Linked DNA regions of Mus musculus: region 2 is linked to region 1. A link is a contact called in public HiChIP or PLAC-seq data. All regions are on one chromosome and are shown on one strand. The core of a region is the stretch at or near the end of the contact, and the rest is flanking DNA. Distances in the headings are between cores, read along the strand shown.

The links. HiChIP or PLAC-seq counts read pairs in DNA pulled down with a chosen protein or histone mark.
Region 2: a contact with region 1 is called in an H3K4me3 HiChIP or PLAC-seq map of bone marrow-derived macrophages, with 4 times the contacts expected there. The contact joins the promoter of Padi6 here to the promoter of Crocc in region 1. A contact is called at or near these places in 6 of 39 promoter capture datasets (the HPC-7 cell line, HPC-7-derived erythroid cells, cranial neural crest and 3 more), 5 of 115 datasets of contacts at active chromatin or transcription factors (the SCID.adh cell line, bone marrow-derived macrophages, embryonic stem cells and 2 more) and 2 of 9 other capture datasets (liver and pancreatic islet).

Annotation. Positions count from the first base shown.
Region 1 is chr4:141,050,402-141,057,623 of GRCm38.p6, reverse strand. It overlaps Crocc (ciliary rootlet coiled-coil, rootletin), which reads left to right and starts at 3,963. Exons shown (of 37, transcript NM_172122.2): 1 at 3,963-4,104; 2 at 4,533-4,674; 3 at 6,429-6,583. The coding sequence starts at 4,045.
Region 2 is chr4:140,738,199-140,745,420 of GRCm38.p6, reverse strand. It overlaps Padi6 (peptidyl arginine deiminase, type VI), which reads left to right and starts at 2,778. Exons shown (of 16, transcript NM_153106.2): 1 at 2,778-2,932; 2 at 3,486-3,663; 3 at 4,347-4,419; 4 at 5,287-5,354; 5 at 6,236-6,344. The coding sequence starts at 2,841.

The DNA of each region.
Region 1 (7,222 bases), core at 2,714-5,213:
CCTCCTGGGAAGATTTTGCTGATCACTCCACAGTGACACATTCTATCATCCACAGTGACATATTCTATCAGGTAGAGCTTGACTGTGTCTGGACACCTGACTGGCGGATCCAGGTGCACAATTTGTTTCATTCTCCTGGGAGAAACAGGCACCATTAGCACCCCAGTCTGCAGAAAAGAAAAGAGACTTGGGGTGAAGAGGGGTGAAGGCCTTGTATAAGGTGATAAAGCCCAGGAGGAAGCTTGGCCAGGTTCAGAGTCAAGCTACTCACCGCTGTCACGGTTCAGAGTCAAGCTCGTAGTCACTGCTGTCCGAGTTCATTTTTGTTGCTGTACAGGATACGTAAAACTGGATAGTTTGTTTTGTTATGTTTATTTTACCTGTATGAGTGTTCGCCTGCATGTATGTGTGTATTATATGTGTACCTGTGACCTACGGAGGCCAGCAGAGGGCGTTAGATTCCCTGGAACTAGAGTTACCATGTAGGAGCTTGGAAACAGAGCCCAGGTTCCCCGCAAGAGGAGCAAGTGCTCTGAACCACTGAGCCAGGTCTCCAACCCTAAGATTAGGTAATTTCTAAAAGAGAAGGATCATTAATTGATGATGCTGAAGAATAGGAGCTCAGTGGGTGGCCACAAGGCTGTGGGAAGACGGAAGACATGGCAAGAGGGCAGAGGGCTGGGCTCAACCTTCAACAGCCACCTTACATTGTTACTTACATGTACGCATGTCTGCAGTACATACATGTATGTGTGCATGTGTGTTCACATATGTGTGGGTGCACAGATGTGTGCACCAGATTTCGATGCCCGATGTCTTCCTCAGTCACTTTCCTCTTAACATACTGAGGCAGGGTCTCCCGCTGAACCAAGGTCAGGGATTCGGCTGCCCTAGCGATTCAGTTTGACCTGAGGAGCCCCTGTCTCCTCCTCCTGAGCGCTGGGATTAGAGGTGGGCAGACATACCCATGTCTTAGTTACAGTTACCATAGTTACTGTGCGGTGGTGAAACACCACACCCAAAGCCAACGGGGAGAAAAGGCTTTATTTGGCTCACACTTCCATATCACCGCTCTCCATAGAAGGAAGTCAGGACAGGAACTCAAGCAGGACAGAAACCTGGAAGCAGAGCTGATGCAGAGGTTATGGGGGAGTGCTGCCCACTGGCTTACTCCCTATGGCTTGCTCGGTCTGCTTTCTTACAGACCCCAGAACCACCAGCCCAGGGATGGTACCACCCACAATGGGCTGGGGCCTCCCCCATCCATCACTGATTAAGAAAACGTCCTACAGAGGGTCTTCTGGAGCCATTTTCTCAACTGAAGTCCCCTCCTTTCAGCTAGCTCTAGCTTGTGTCAAGTTGACATAAAACTATCCAGCACCCCCTGTATTCCATGGGTGCCAGGGATCAGAACACCAGGCCTTGTGCTTTTTTTGGGGGGGGGTGTTTTTTGTTTTTTGACAGGGTTTCTCTGTGTAGCCCTGGCTGTCCTAGAACTCACTCTGTAGACCAGGCTGGCCTTGAACTCAAAATCTGCCTGCCTCTGCCTCCCAAGTGCTGGGATTAAAGGCGTGTGCCACCACGCCCGGCAGGCCTCATGCTTTTGTGGTAAGTGCTTTGCCCGCCAAAGCACCCCACCTTATGTATAAATGTATGTATTTATGAATAAATGCTGTCTGCACACATGTCTGCAAACCCTATGCATGCCTGGTACCTGCAGGGACCTGAAGAGGGTATCGGATCTCCCTGAAGCTGTTGTTAGGTGGGTTCTGGGATCTAAGCCCGGGTCCTCTGCAAAAGCAGCCAGGTTTAAAGATTTATTTATTTATTTATTTATTTATTTATTTAAAGTACACTGTAGCTGTCCTCAGACACTCCAGAAGAGGGAGTCAGATCTCACTACGAGATGGTTGTGAGCCACCATGTGGTTGCTGGGATTTGAACTCCTGACCTTCGGAAGAGCAGTCGGGTGCTCTTACCCACTGAGCCATCTCACCAGCCCGCAGCCAGGTTCTTTACTGCGTCATCTGTCTCTCGTAATGTAGCTAGGATTGGCCTCAAACACGATTCTTCTGTCTGTACTTCCAAAGTGCTGGGGTGACAGACCTGATCCGCCATGCCTGCTTCAACCCACGCTCGTGATATAAGGAACCTATGGTGTTGAGTCCCTCTGACTTACTCCGCTCTTAAAGGTCCCATCACCTCTCAACATTCACATCGGCGACCACATTTCACCAAGAGTTTGGGAAGGGACAAATGTATCTTTTGTTCTCCTGATCTAATTGTCTCAGAGGCTTCCTGCCTCTTCTCCTAACCTGAGCCTAGTCCCGGAAGCTTCTAGCCTCCATACAATCTTATCTAGGCCTAGAGTGTTTTCAGCCTCTGAGACTTACTGCTGAATAAGCTCACCCTTTCTAGCTCTTTCTGAACACGGGCTGGTTGGTCAACTGTTCTGGCTCGAAACTTCTCCCCACACTGACTGGTTCAGACTGGCTTCTTTCAGCTGCTGACTGAATTGCTCTGCTTGGTCTAGTACTAACTCTGGCAATCTGTCCTAATCTTCTGCCTCCGGCTCATTCTCTGGCTTCTTCTGTCCTGTGTCTAGCTTGTACTCTCTTCAGCTTGTGTCTGTACAACTCTCCCGGTAAAACGTCCTCTCTCCCCTTCTCTCTCTGCGCTGCTCTCTTTGGTAGCCTCCAGACCTCCATAGCAGCTTGGGGGCGCCTACCTTCTTGTCCAGGTGTACATTGGAAACATATGCAGTACGGATTCCTTAGTTGGGAAGAAGCGATCCAGTCTGGACTAAAGTGTGTGTATGCAGCGCCTACCGCATCCTTCTCTCTGACTTGGATACCGCAGCAGGTCTTGAAGACCAAGGGGCCTGGCTTTGCCCTTTAGGCATTTTGGGGAGTCTGCTTGGTCTAAGGGGAGGTGAGCTTCAGGCTTACACTTCTTCATAGTGTGTCACCTTGAATAGGTGAGTCCTCCACCCCTCTGAGCCTTGTTTTGCTCATCCGGAAATAGGCTGATAGGAGGACTAGATGAATTTGACACACCCTAGAACTCAGGAACCTGGAGAGTAGAAACCAGCAGGTAAGTGCTAAAGTGAGCTGCTATGAGCTTAGCCTTGCCCTGTGTGTTTCTGAACCCCTCCCTGCTTTCAGCACCCTTCAGTTCCCTCAAAGACCCTACTCTCGTTTACAGATAGGGAAACTGAGGCCAGGAGAGGTAATTTATCCAGGACCATACTGCTAACACATGGCAGGCCATCGACTCCGGGTCCTTACCATTGTGCCACACAGCCTCCTTGCTTCTGGGAGGGAAACTGCTCTCAGACTTTGGGGGCCCAGGGACTGTGCACGTTGAGTTTTCTCCTGAGTGAAGACAATGTTTACCCAGTGTTCCCTGGGTGAACTGGCACCCAGTTATGTGCTGTGGACGGGCAGATGCTTTGCTCCCAGGAGCTCAATGGTGCCAGCTCTGACACAGGAGGATGCTGGGACACAGCCGGGGGCGGGGCTTGGACCGGCTCAGTTCCTAGTCTTGTCTGAGCGCCTGCTTTCTTTGCTTCCAACCTGTAGTGCACAAGCATCTCCCTGCCTAGCAGCAGGCTGTAAATAGGTTCTGAGCAGACCACGTGAGCTCGCCCGTTCCGGGTCAGAGAAGATGCTCTGTGAGCTAGGGACTCTGGCCTCGGGCAGCCGGGCTTGTAAGGCTGCAGTGCCCACAGACTGGGGAGGGAGGAGGGAGTGGGGAACACTGTTCCCTACCATTCATGGTCTCCTCCCTGAGTGCTGTCTGGGCCCTCCCTCCTCATGCACCTCTGATTCCTGCTGCTCTTCCCCTCCTCTCCCTTCTGAGTCCCTCCCCACCCCCTGCGTAGTCACGTGGGGGCACCATCGGATTTAAGCTTAATCTGCCGGGCTGCTCAGCCCAGCAGCCTGGCATTGGTGTGTTAGTGCGTTGGTGCATGTAGCTGAGACGCTCTTCGACCTCTGTACTTTGAGGAGGGGGGCTGTGGAGTGCCCACAGACCCCCCTCTCCATGAGCCTGGGGCTGGCAGGATCTCTGCAGGCTCAGCTGGCACTGGAGATTGTGATCCAGGTGGGTCCGGAGGGCCGGGCCGTGTCCACCCTGTCCAGGGGCAGAGCAGGGCAGAAGAACCGACCTTGTAGTAGTGGTGAGAGGTGGTGAGTGGAGGGAAGTGTGGGGAAGTGTGCGAGGGTTGCAGTTTGCAGGTCAGGGGGCCACACAGGCCAGTGCTGGGACTCCTTAATCTCAGTGCACAGTAGTGGGGGAAGGGCCCCTCGTGGACTTTAGGGATTACTGGCCTCTGGCACAGCAAGATCCTCCTACCTTCTCTGCCCTTCAGGTCCTGCTGGGGCCCAGCGCTAGGAGAGACACTGAGCAGGCGCTCTCTGCAGTTTACCCTTGTTTCCTAGTTTCTCTAGGACTTGGGCCACAGGATTTGCCCAACTCTCAGGCCAGGAAGTCAGGGGTCTAGGATCCCTGAAAACTCTCTCTTCTCACAGTCTCTGGAGAACTGTGTTCTGGGACCAAACCAAGAGAAGAGCCTGAGTGTGCAGAACCGGGTCCAGGACTTCCAGGGAGCCAGCCTGCTTGTCTGCGCCAGGGAGGTCATCGCCAGCAACCTCTCCCGGCCTGAGACCCCAGGTACCACCTCCCTACCCTGTCCAGGTCCTTCTCCCTTCTCAGCAGCAGGGACACAGATGGTGCTGCTGTGTAGTGTAGTGCTGTGTGTGTGTGTGTGTGTGTCGGTAAGCGTGCACACACGTGCGCGAATACATGTATGTTGTAATGTGTGGCTCATACACACGTGTGTACAGGTACATTTCCTGTGAGCACGAGGATGACAAAGAAGTGCTCTGGTGTTCTCCACCGCTTCCCTTACCTCAGGATCTCGCACAGCTTGGAGCTAGGCTGCCAGCCAGCAAGTCCTACTGATTTTCTCGGCTCTTTGCCAAGTCGCTTTTGGGTTACAGGTGCCCGAGGGGCCATGCCCAGCTTTGTACATGGGTGCTGGGATTTGAACTTAGATACTCATGCTTGTGTGTAGCAAGTGCCCTAATGTGCTGATCCACGTGCTCAGCCCCAGACCCTACTCCTTGAATGCACATAGGGAGACAGGCACAGCTCTGTGATGAAGGAGCCTCCAGAGCCTGAGATGCAATTATTTTATTTACTCCCCATGTGGCACAGCTTTAAGAGAGGGCGGGGCTAGCCCTTTCCACTCATTGCTTCAGATTTGAACACCAGATACTGAATTTTCTACCGGAGATGGTGTGAGCTGTCTGAGGCTAAGGGATGGGGTTGGGGCCAGCTCAGACCAGGCTCTTATAGGGGCTTAAAAAGCACAAAAGCTGCCGGCCACAGGTCCTCCTGGGGTGCAGCATGCATAACTTGGTTGTGCAGCCTGAGTGCCTGGACATAAGGCCAGCTGGTTCGTTAGTGGTATGGCTGCTGTTATCCAGTTCAGACTCCGTATCAGGCCAGGGCTGTCTCTTTGAGTGGACAGCCCTCTTTGAGGGATGCTGTGACTCCCAAAGGTGGGGAGGCTTAATGACCCCACCCCCACCCCAAAGGCTAGAAAGCCTGCAGTGTGTGTCCCTGTTTTTCAGGGTGAAAGTTACAAGCTAGGTGCCACTGCTACACCATAGTTTCTGAGGTCCTGAGAGAACTGGGTGTGATGGTGCTTGCCTAAAATCTCAGCCTTTGAGGGGTGGGGGAGGGGATCAAGAGTTTCATGCCAGCTCAGGCTGCTTAGGGAGACCTTATCTCAAAAACAAGGAAACAAAGCAAAGGTATAGAAGCCCTGCCTTTGAGTAAAGCTTTACCATGGGCTAACATTAGTCCACCCATTTAACAGATGAGTAAAATTGAGACCTGAATAGTCCTCAGAAAAGGAGGGAGCAAGAATTCAGAGCTTTAGCCGGGCGGTGGTGGCACATGCCTTTAATCCCAGCATTTGGGAGGCAGAGGCAGGTGGATTTCTGAGTTCGAGGCCAGCCTGGTCTACAGAGTGAGTTCCAGGACAGCCAGGGCTACACAGAGAAACCGTGTCTCGAAAAACCAAAAAAAAAAAAAAAAAAAAAAGATTTCAGAGCTCTGTGTTTCGAGGGTGGTGGGTGCAGAAAGACATTCTCCTGACTCCTAGCTAGAGCCTTCCTCCTGTATGTTCTGGGGATGTGGCCACAGGGCTGTAGTTGTTTGTACACAAATCTAGCTCTTGGCCTCTCTTGCCGACCTTCCTGTTCCCAGCTTTCTTGGCCCCTAGGTGTTGCAGCCACACACACCCGGGTTCCTCCCAGGTCCAGTCCACCTTGTCTCAGGAATGAGTAGAACACATGTGGGGGCTAGTGCCCCTCCACTCTAGCCAGAAGTCAACCTCAGCCCTTGTCCCTTGTCAGCCCCACTCCAGGTCCCAGAGATGGCCTCACTGCTGTCGCTGCAGGAGGAAAACCAGCTGCTGCAGCAGGAGCTGTCCCGCGTGGAGGACCTGCTGGCCCAGAGCCGCGCAGAGCGGGATGAGCTGGCCATCAAGTACAATGCTGTCAATGAGAGGGTGGGTGCTGCGGCCCGGCCTGGGTCGGGGAGGGAGGTGCCTTGACCAGGCCCATGGGCCTCGGAAGGATAGATATCTGGTTTAGACTATAAAGTGCTGCCAACTAGAGTGGCCTTGGGTGCTTGGCGGCCGGGAGGGAGCTGAAGGCGGTTGGAGGTATATAGAAGTGTGTGGAGGATGGAGTGTGTACTGACAGGTGGGATAACGGTTGTAATAGTAGCTCCCTATATGGAAAGCCTCCAATGTGCCAGGAATGTGCTCAAAATTTAGGGTACCAAAGTTGATGATGCCCATTTAACCAAAGAGAGAATAGAGGCCCAGAGAGAGCCCAGGAAGAGCCATGACCCATGTCACAGCCTTTGCGGGGGCAGAGAGCCTGCTGGCTGCTATAGGGTCCAGTGTATGCTTGTGGGAGGCCCTATCTTGATGGAAGCCTTTGTATTGTATCATGTGTATCTCTGAACACCCTCTGGTGGTGGGGTATGACCATGTCCTGGTCTGCTTGCTCAAACACGCCTCTGACTTGTTGGGGCTTGCTAAGGAGCAGAGTGGGGGCCTCATAGGGGTCCCCTAGCTTCAAGGACACTACAGAATTCATTTCTTAGAGTCCACAGGGGGTACAGGGACAGGGTGGTAGGA
Region 2 (7,222 bases), core at 1,529-4,028, 310 kb after region 1:
CATGGTGGCTCACAACTATCTGTGACGCTCTCTTCTGGTGCATCTGAAGACAGCTACAGTGTACTTAGGTATAACTCGGGAGGCAGAGGCAGGCAGATTTCTGAGTTCGAGGCCAGCCTAATCTACAGAGTGAGTTCCAGGACAGCCAGGGCTACACGGAGAAACCCTGTCTCAAAAAACAAACAAACAAACAAACAAACAAACAACCCCCCCCACACACACACAAATTCCTTGGAGCCTAAGGTGATGACACACACCCTTAACTCCCACCCTCCGGAGACAGAGGCAGGTGGATCTCTGTGAATTCAAGACCAAGCTGGTCTATATATTGAGTTCAGGCTAACAGGTCTACACAGTGAGATCCAGAGACAATTAATTAACGTTTAATTAAAATGAGTAAATAGAAACACGTTCCTCAGGCCAGTGAGATGGCTCAGTGGGGAAAGGCACTTGCCATGAAACCAATGGTGAGCCAAGGCTGGTCCCCAGGACCTGAGTAAAGGTGGGGAGAGAGACCTGCCTCTACAAAGCTGTCCTTTGACTGCCACAGGCATGCACTGGGTGGCGCTGGTGTGTCACACATGCTACTTGCCTTTGCCTCCCAAGTACTGGGACTAGAAGTGTGGCCACCATGCCCTACTGTGAGAGAGAGAGAGAGAGAGAGAGAGAGAGAGAGAGAGAGAGAGAGAGAGAGAGAGAGAGAGAGACCACAGTGCACATGTGGAGATCAGAGGACAGCTTGTGAGACTCACTTTCCTCCTTCCACCATGCGTGCTCTGCACATCGGGCTCAGTGGTGAACGTCTTTAACCCACTGAGCTACCTGGCCAGTCCTGACTTTTCTTTAACCTCATCAAGCCAAAAATTCCCTTCATCCCCCTCCCTCAGAGACTGCCTAAGAGTGCTCTGAGACAGACGTGGTAAATGCCACAGACCAGGTGTTCCACAGACCAGGTGTTCCTAAACCCCAGGAAGGGACCCAGTTTCTCATACTGGGACCAAAGCAATTTTACTTGGCGGGAAGCTGAGTAGCTGGGTGGCTGTTCCCTTCCCTCTCCAGGTCCCCCAAGAGAGCTCCTCTCTGCCTCTTCCAGCTTCGGATTGATTGATTGATTGATTGATTGATTGATTGATTGATTGATTGAGACAGGGTCTTCCTAGAAGCCCTAGTCTGTCTGAAACTCCTTTTTTAGCCAAGGCTGCCCTCAGACTTGTAACCATCTTCCCGCTTGAGCCTCCTGGGTGCGTGGATGCAGGTATGCACCTCTGAGGCGGCTGGGAGCTAGCTCCTTCTCTGAGAGGCCAGTAGAATGGAGAAAGAGAGTAATGGAGGCTGCTCTCTCTAGGCTGTGCCCTGCACCAAGGTCTTCTGGGAAATATGAAGTTTCCATACAGAATCTCCTTAATTAACCTAGGCTGGCTCCCTATTCTTGTTCCTCCTGCCTCCATCTACCCAGTTCTGGGATTGCAGACGTGAGCCACCATGCTCGGCTCTTAATGAGCAAATAACAGGGACGTGGAGGCAGATAGTTCTCTACCAAGGAGCTATGCTCCCACCTATCCCCTTTTCAGAACATTGGCACAGTCTTGTTAAATTGACCAATCTAGACTTGAAGTCACTCGGTAATCACAGGCTAGCCTACCTCAGCTGGATCTTTTTTTCCCCCCTGACAACACATACATATACTATGGAATGCAATACAGAATTTGGCGGCTTTTTGAAACAGAGCATCATTCTGAAACCCAGGCTGGTCTCAAACTCACAGAAATCCTCCTGCCTCAGTGTGGGTGCTGAACAGGTGACAGGCAGGGACTACCATGTGTGGCTTTGTAGTCTGATCTAGGAATGCCAATACTGAAGAGACCATGAACCTCAAAGATGTATGTGTCATCTCAGCGACTCCACAGGGCACGAGAATGCTGACCCCCCCCATTTTAGCAGTTTTGAACTGCACAGTAGATATACAATTTCCTTTCTGCTTCGTGTGTGTGTGTGTGTGTGTTCTCACACCACAGTGCACATGTGAAGGTCAGAGGTCAGCCTAAAGGGATAACAGCTGTAAGCCAGGCTGCACAGGTCTAGCCCATGCACCAGCTCCTGCTGCCCATCCCCCACCCTACCCGCCCTGATGCTAACAAGAGACACAGCTGTGACTGACTGGCTTATCATCGTTATCACCCGGGAAAAGGATGCAGATTGCCTGCCAGGATCAGGGATTTGCAGAGCTAGCTATAGCTTCCTGACACTTCTGTGAGCATAGCACTTTACCAAGTACCCCCACTAGCTGCCAAGAAGCACACATCCTAGAACAGTGGTCCTCAACCTTCTTAGTGCTGCAACCCTTTAATACAGGTGGTGACCCCCAACCATAAGCTTATTTCGTTGCTACCTCATAACTGTGATTTTGCTACTGTTATGAATCATAATATGCAGGATATCTGATGTGTGACACCACCACCATCCCAGCCTTGAGGCCAAAACAGGTTGAGAGCTACTGTCCTAGAACCAAGACTCCCCCATAATCTTGAGATGTAGCACCCAGACCAGTGGGAAGGGCAGAGCCCCAAGCTGTTAGACTCCAATTTCCTAGGGCTGCAGGGTCTACAGGCAGCAGCTGCTAAAACTTTGATGCTGAGTAGAAGGATCTCTCCCTTCACCCTTCCCCCTACCTCCTTCTCCTCTTCCTCCTCCTCCAGGCTCACCTGTGAACCCTTAACAAGGGGGCGGGCTGGGGTGGTCCTTACCTCTACTAAAGAGGAAGGCCAGGAAGCCCCACCGTCCTAGGCAATTACTCTGGTGGGTAAGGACTGCTGACAGTGGCTAGCTTGGTAAGCCCAGCCATGTCTTTTCAGAACTCACTCAGCCTGTCTCTGGTCAATCCCACCCATGCCCTCTGCATGGTAGGCATGGAAATCACCTTGGACATCAGCAAGTAAGGCTTAGCGGGTGTCTGTAGGGGTAATGAGAAGGGAGGGTCTGGGCAGAGTCCCTGTGCCCAGAAGTCCGAGGTTAGCGCTCTCAGCTGAACTGACCGACCCCAAGGAAATCTGGCTTGGTCTCTGAGAGCCCTCCCATCCCAGCTCGGGATACTGACTTACAGCTTTCTCTGCCTCTTGCAAGATCCCTGTTAGCTTCGAAGGTGTCCTTGAGTAGGCGGGGGTTGTGTCTTACGGTTCTGGCATCTGCTCACTCCATGACTGTGAAGCTGAGGCTTGTATGTAAAATGAAGATGTGATCCTCACAAGGAGGCTTTGGGGGAGCGGGAGGTTGGGGTGGGACATCCATCAAAGGCGTGGAGGTCCTGGGGGTCGAGATGGTAAGAGAGGCTGAAGACGTTAGCGCCCGCCCCCCCCCCCACAAGCTTCACTGACAACTCTCCTCAATTCCGTAAGATGGATGCAGACTCCAGATCGGGGGCTGTCCTGGAACCCTGTCGCCTCATCGGTTGGTGAGTCTTCTAACCTGTATTGTCTCCTTCAAACCAGGTGTGCACCAGACAAGTGCAAGTCTTTCACCATCCGTGGTTCCCCCAGGATCTTGATCCACATCTCTAGCTCCGTCATCGCTGGCAAAGAGGACACTGTGGTCTGGAGGTCAATGAACCATCCCACAGTGGCATTGGTGAGGATGGTGGCGCCCAGCCCCACTGTGGATGAAGACAAGGTGAGCCATGGAGGGGAGAGGGGTAACCTTTAACCTACCCAGGTGATCTCAATGTGGAAGCTGGCAAGCCTAGCTGAAGGCCATTGGCAACAGGCCTGCCTACCCAAGGCAGACCCAGCTGCAGCTGTCTGTGGGCAGGGAGAGAGAGGCAGTTAAGGGATGGTGAGTGGGCGGAACCTGCCCATCTATGTGTCGGCGGAAGGCAGTTTCCTTCAGCGAGTGGCTCACTTGGGTAAGCACTGTACCTTGAGTCGGGCCAGAACCAGTGTTGTACCCTGAGCTGAGCAGTGCATACCTATTAAGCCCAATTAACCAGGAGGAGGGTCAGCAGTTGGAGGTCCTAACCTGAGCTACAGAGCCAGCTCCAAGCCAGGGCAAACGACTTTAGTGAGCGACAACTGCTTTTGTTGGGTTTTGAGACGGGGTTTCTCTGTGTAGCCCTGGCCATCCTAGAACTCCCTTTGTAAACCAGGCTGGCCTCGAACTCCCACGATCCTCCTACCCCTGCCTCCTAATGACTGGGATTAAAAGTGTGCACCACCTGGCAAGACACCCTCCTAGACGTCCTAAGTGGCTATGGCCCCTGGGTCAGCTCATAGTGGGTCACTGGAAGATTAGATGCTGAAACACAAAGCAGGGTCACATGCTTACACCCAGTCTATGGCTCTGGGCTGTCTCCACAGGTGCTGGTCTCCTACTTCTGTCCTGACCAAGAAGTCCCCACGGCCACAGCTGTGCTGTTTCTCACCGGCATCGGTGAGTCTTCCCTCTAGGAGCTGAGACCCACCCGGCGTTCCTCTGGAGAGCAGGGCAGGTCTTGTGAAGCAAGGAAGAGGCTCCTTGTGTAGAAGATGCTTTCTATTGGCCCTGAGATGATATCCACGCGCCTGTTCCCTTGACGTTCACTCACTTAGAAACAACCAGAACTTGAGTCACCTGCCCCCACTTCCTCATTCTCATTGCTGCTGGGTCTGGTCCACTGCTATGTCATCTCGTAAATGTGTGTGTGTGTGTGTGTGTGTGTGTAGCCAGGGGAAAGACATCAGATGCGCTGGGACTTAGAGGTACAGGTAGTTATGAGACACAAGCCACGGCATGCCAGGAAGGAAACTCCAATCCTCTGGGAGAGAGCAGTAAGGGCCAACAGCTGAGCTCTCTCTCTCTCCAGCCCCATCTTGAAGCTGCTTTGTAAGAATCAGGTGGCCACTGTGGATGGCTCCCTCCCTGACTTACTCATGAGAATCCACCTGCCTCTGACGACACTGCCTCTAACCAGCGTGTCCAACCTGTGGCCCAGCACAGCTATGGCTACAGCCCAATATAAAATTGTACACTTAAAACATTTATCTTGGCGGGGCTGGAGAGATGGCTCAGTGGGTAAGAGCACTGGATGCTTTCTGAGGTCCTGATTCAGTTCCCAGCACCCACATGGTGGGGCTCACAACCATCTGTAATGAGATCTGATGCCTTCTTCCTGTGTGTCTCCAGTCCATCTCTTCAGTCCAATGCTTGACAGTAAGATACCTCAGTTAGGCTTTTTACCAACCAGGTCAGGCAAGGGTCGCCAGAGCTTTGAGGGCGCCGTTAGCAGGCCAGGTTCTGAGACCCTTCCTTCCCTTTCAGAGATCTCCCTGGAGGCAGACATCTATCGAGATGGACAACTGGACATGCCAAGTGATAAGCAAGCTAAGGTGAGGCTGCCTGGTCAAGGGAGGGTGCAGGACCTAGGGGAGCCATCCCTAGGCCTCAGCCTGTGTTTATCTGACTGTTGGGATATCCAAGTCTCTCCACTATATACCACAAATCGGGGTCGATGAAGTAAACTTGTGATCTACTGAAAAACAGCTAGGTTGTGTGCACCTAGCAAGGGGTGTGTGTATGTGTGGGTGCCTAGCAAGGTGTGGGTATGAGCCTAGCAAGGCATGGTGTATAGATCTGCCTGCATGCTAGCAAGGTGTACTATAGTGTGTGCATGCATGTGTACTTAGCCTAGTGTGTATGGTATGTATGTGTTCTTTTAATCCCAGCGTCCCAGAAATAAAAGCTGGAAGACTGGGGTTTGAAGACCATTCTCAGATGTACATAGGGAATTCCAAGCCCCCTTGGCTATATAGTAGATACGATATGGTCTCAAAACAAAATGGAGTCAGATGTGGTGGCAGCTGCCTGTCATTCCTCCCTGTTCCTGGATGTCTGATGCAGGATGGAGAGTTTAGTGCCATCCCTGGCTTTTACATAGCCAGACTGTCTCAAAACCAACCAAAACTAGCCAGGTGTCCAGAGGCATGGGCTTGGTTAGTAGCCAGTTATAGCTGCCAGCTGCCATCTCTGGACCTCTGGTGGGACATGACCCTTGCAGCGTGCCTCTGTCCCTGCATTCGAGAAACAAAAGCAACCTGCTACCTTTATTTGGCTTTTCATCCATCCGATAGCCTTCTGTTCCCACAGGTCATCTTTCTCAATCTGTGTCCCCTGGCTCCCCAGAGTCCCCAGGGCCTGTGATGACAAAGCTGAATATGAGAGGCAGAGGGTTGGCTTGACTTTCCTACCTCAATGTCCTTGTCACTTGCAGAAAAAATGGATGTGGGGTATGAACGGCTGGGGAGCCATCCTGCTTGTGAATTGTAGCCCTAATGCTGTGGGCCAGCCTGATGAACAGTCCTTTCAGGAGGGCCCCAGAGGTATGTGCCCTTGATGTGTTCCCACTTCTCTCAAACTCTGGCCACCCCTTGGCACACACGCAGATCATGGCTGATTTCCTTGTGGATGACCGAGTCTTTTTATTTTAGATTTTGAGGGGGTGGGGTTGCTCCCTAGAAAAGCATTTGCTTACAATGTACAAAGGCCCTGGCTGGCATTGCTGGCATATCTAAGGATTTTATGCCTTGAAGCTGTGTGATGAGAGTCCATACAGCTTCATACAGAGATGTGTATGTAGCTTTTTTTTAAAAAAGATTTATTTGTTACACCTAAGTACACTGTAGCTGTCTTCAGACACACCAGAAAAGGGTGTCAGATCTCCTTACGGATGGTTGTGAGCCACCATGTGGTTGCTGGTATTTGAACTATGGACCTTTGGAAGAGCAGTCAGTGATCTTAACCGCTGAGCCATCTCTCCAGGCCCCTGTGTGTAGCTTTTAAGAGTGCTGTTCATAGCTGGGCATGGTGGCGCATGCCTTTAATCCCAGCACTCGGGAGGCAGAGGCAGGTGGATTTCTGAGTTCGAGGCCAGCCTGGTCTACAGAGTGAGTTCCAGGACAGCCAGAGCTACACAGAGAAACCCTGTCTCAAAAACCAAAAAAAAAAAGTGCTGTTTATATGGGGCCTGGAGAGGTGGCTCAGTGGTTAAGAGTACTGACTACTCTTCCAGAGGTCCTGAGTTCAATTCCCAGCAACCACATGGTGGCTCACAACCATCTGTAAAGGGATCCGATGCCCTCTTGTGTGTCTGTAAACATCTACAGTGCCCACATATATATGTGTGTGTATATATATATAATCTTTTTTTTTAAGTGTTAAGCTGTTCATAGCCAGGCATCTGGGTATCACACGCCTTTAG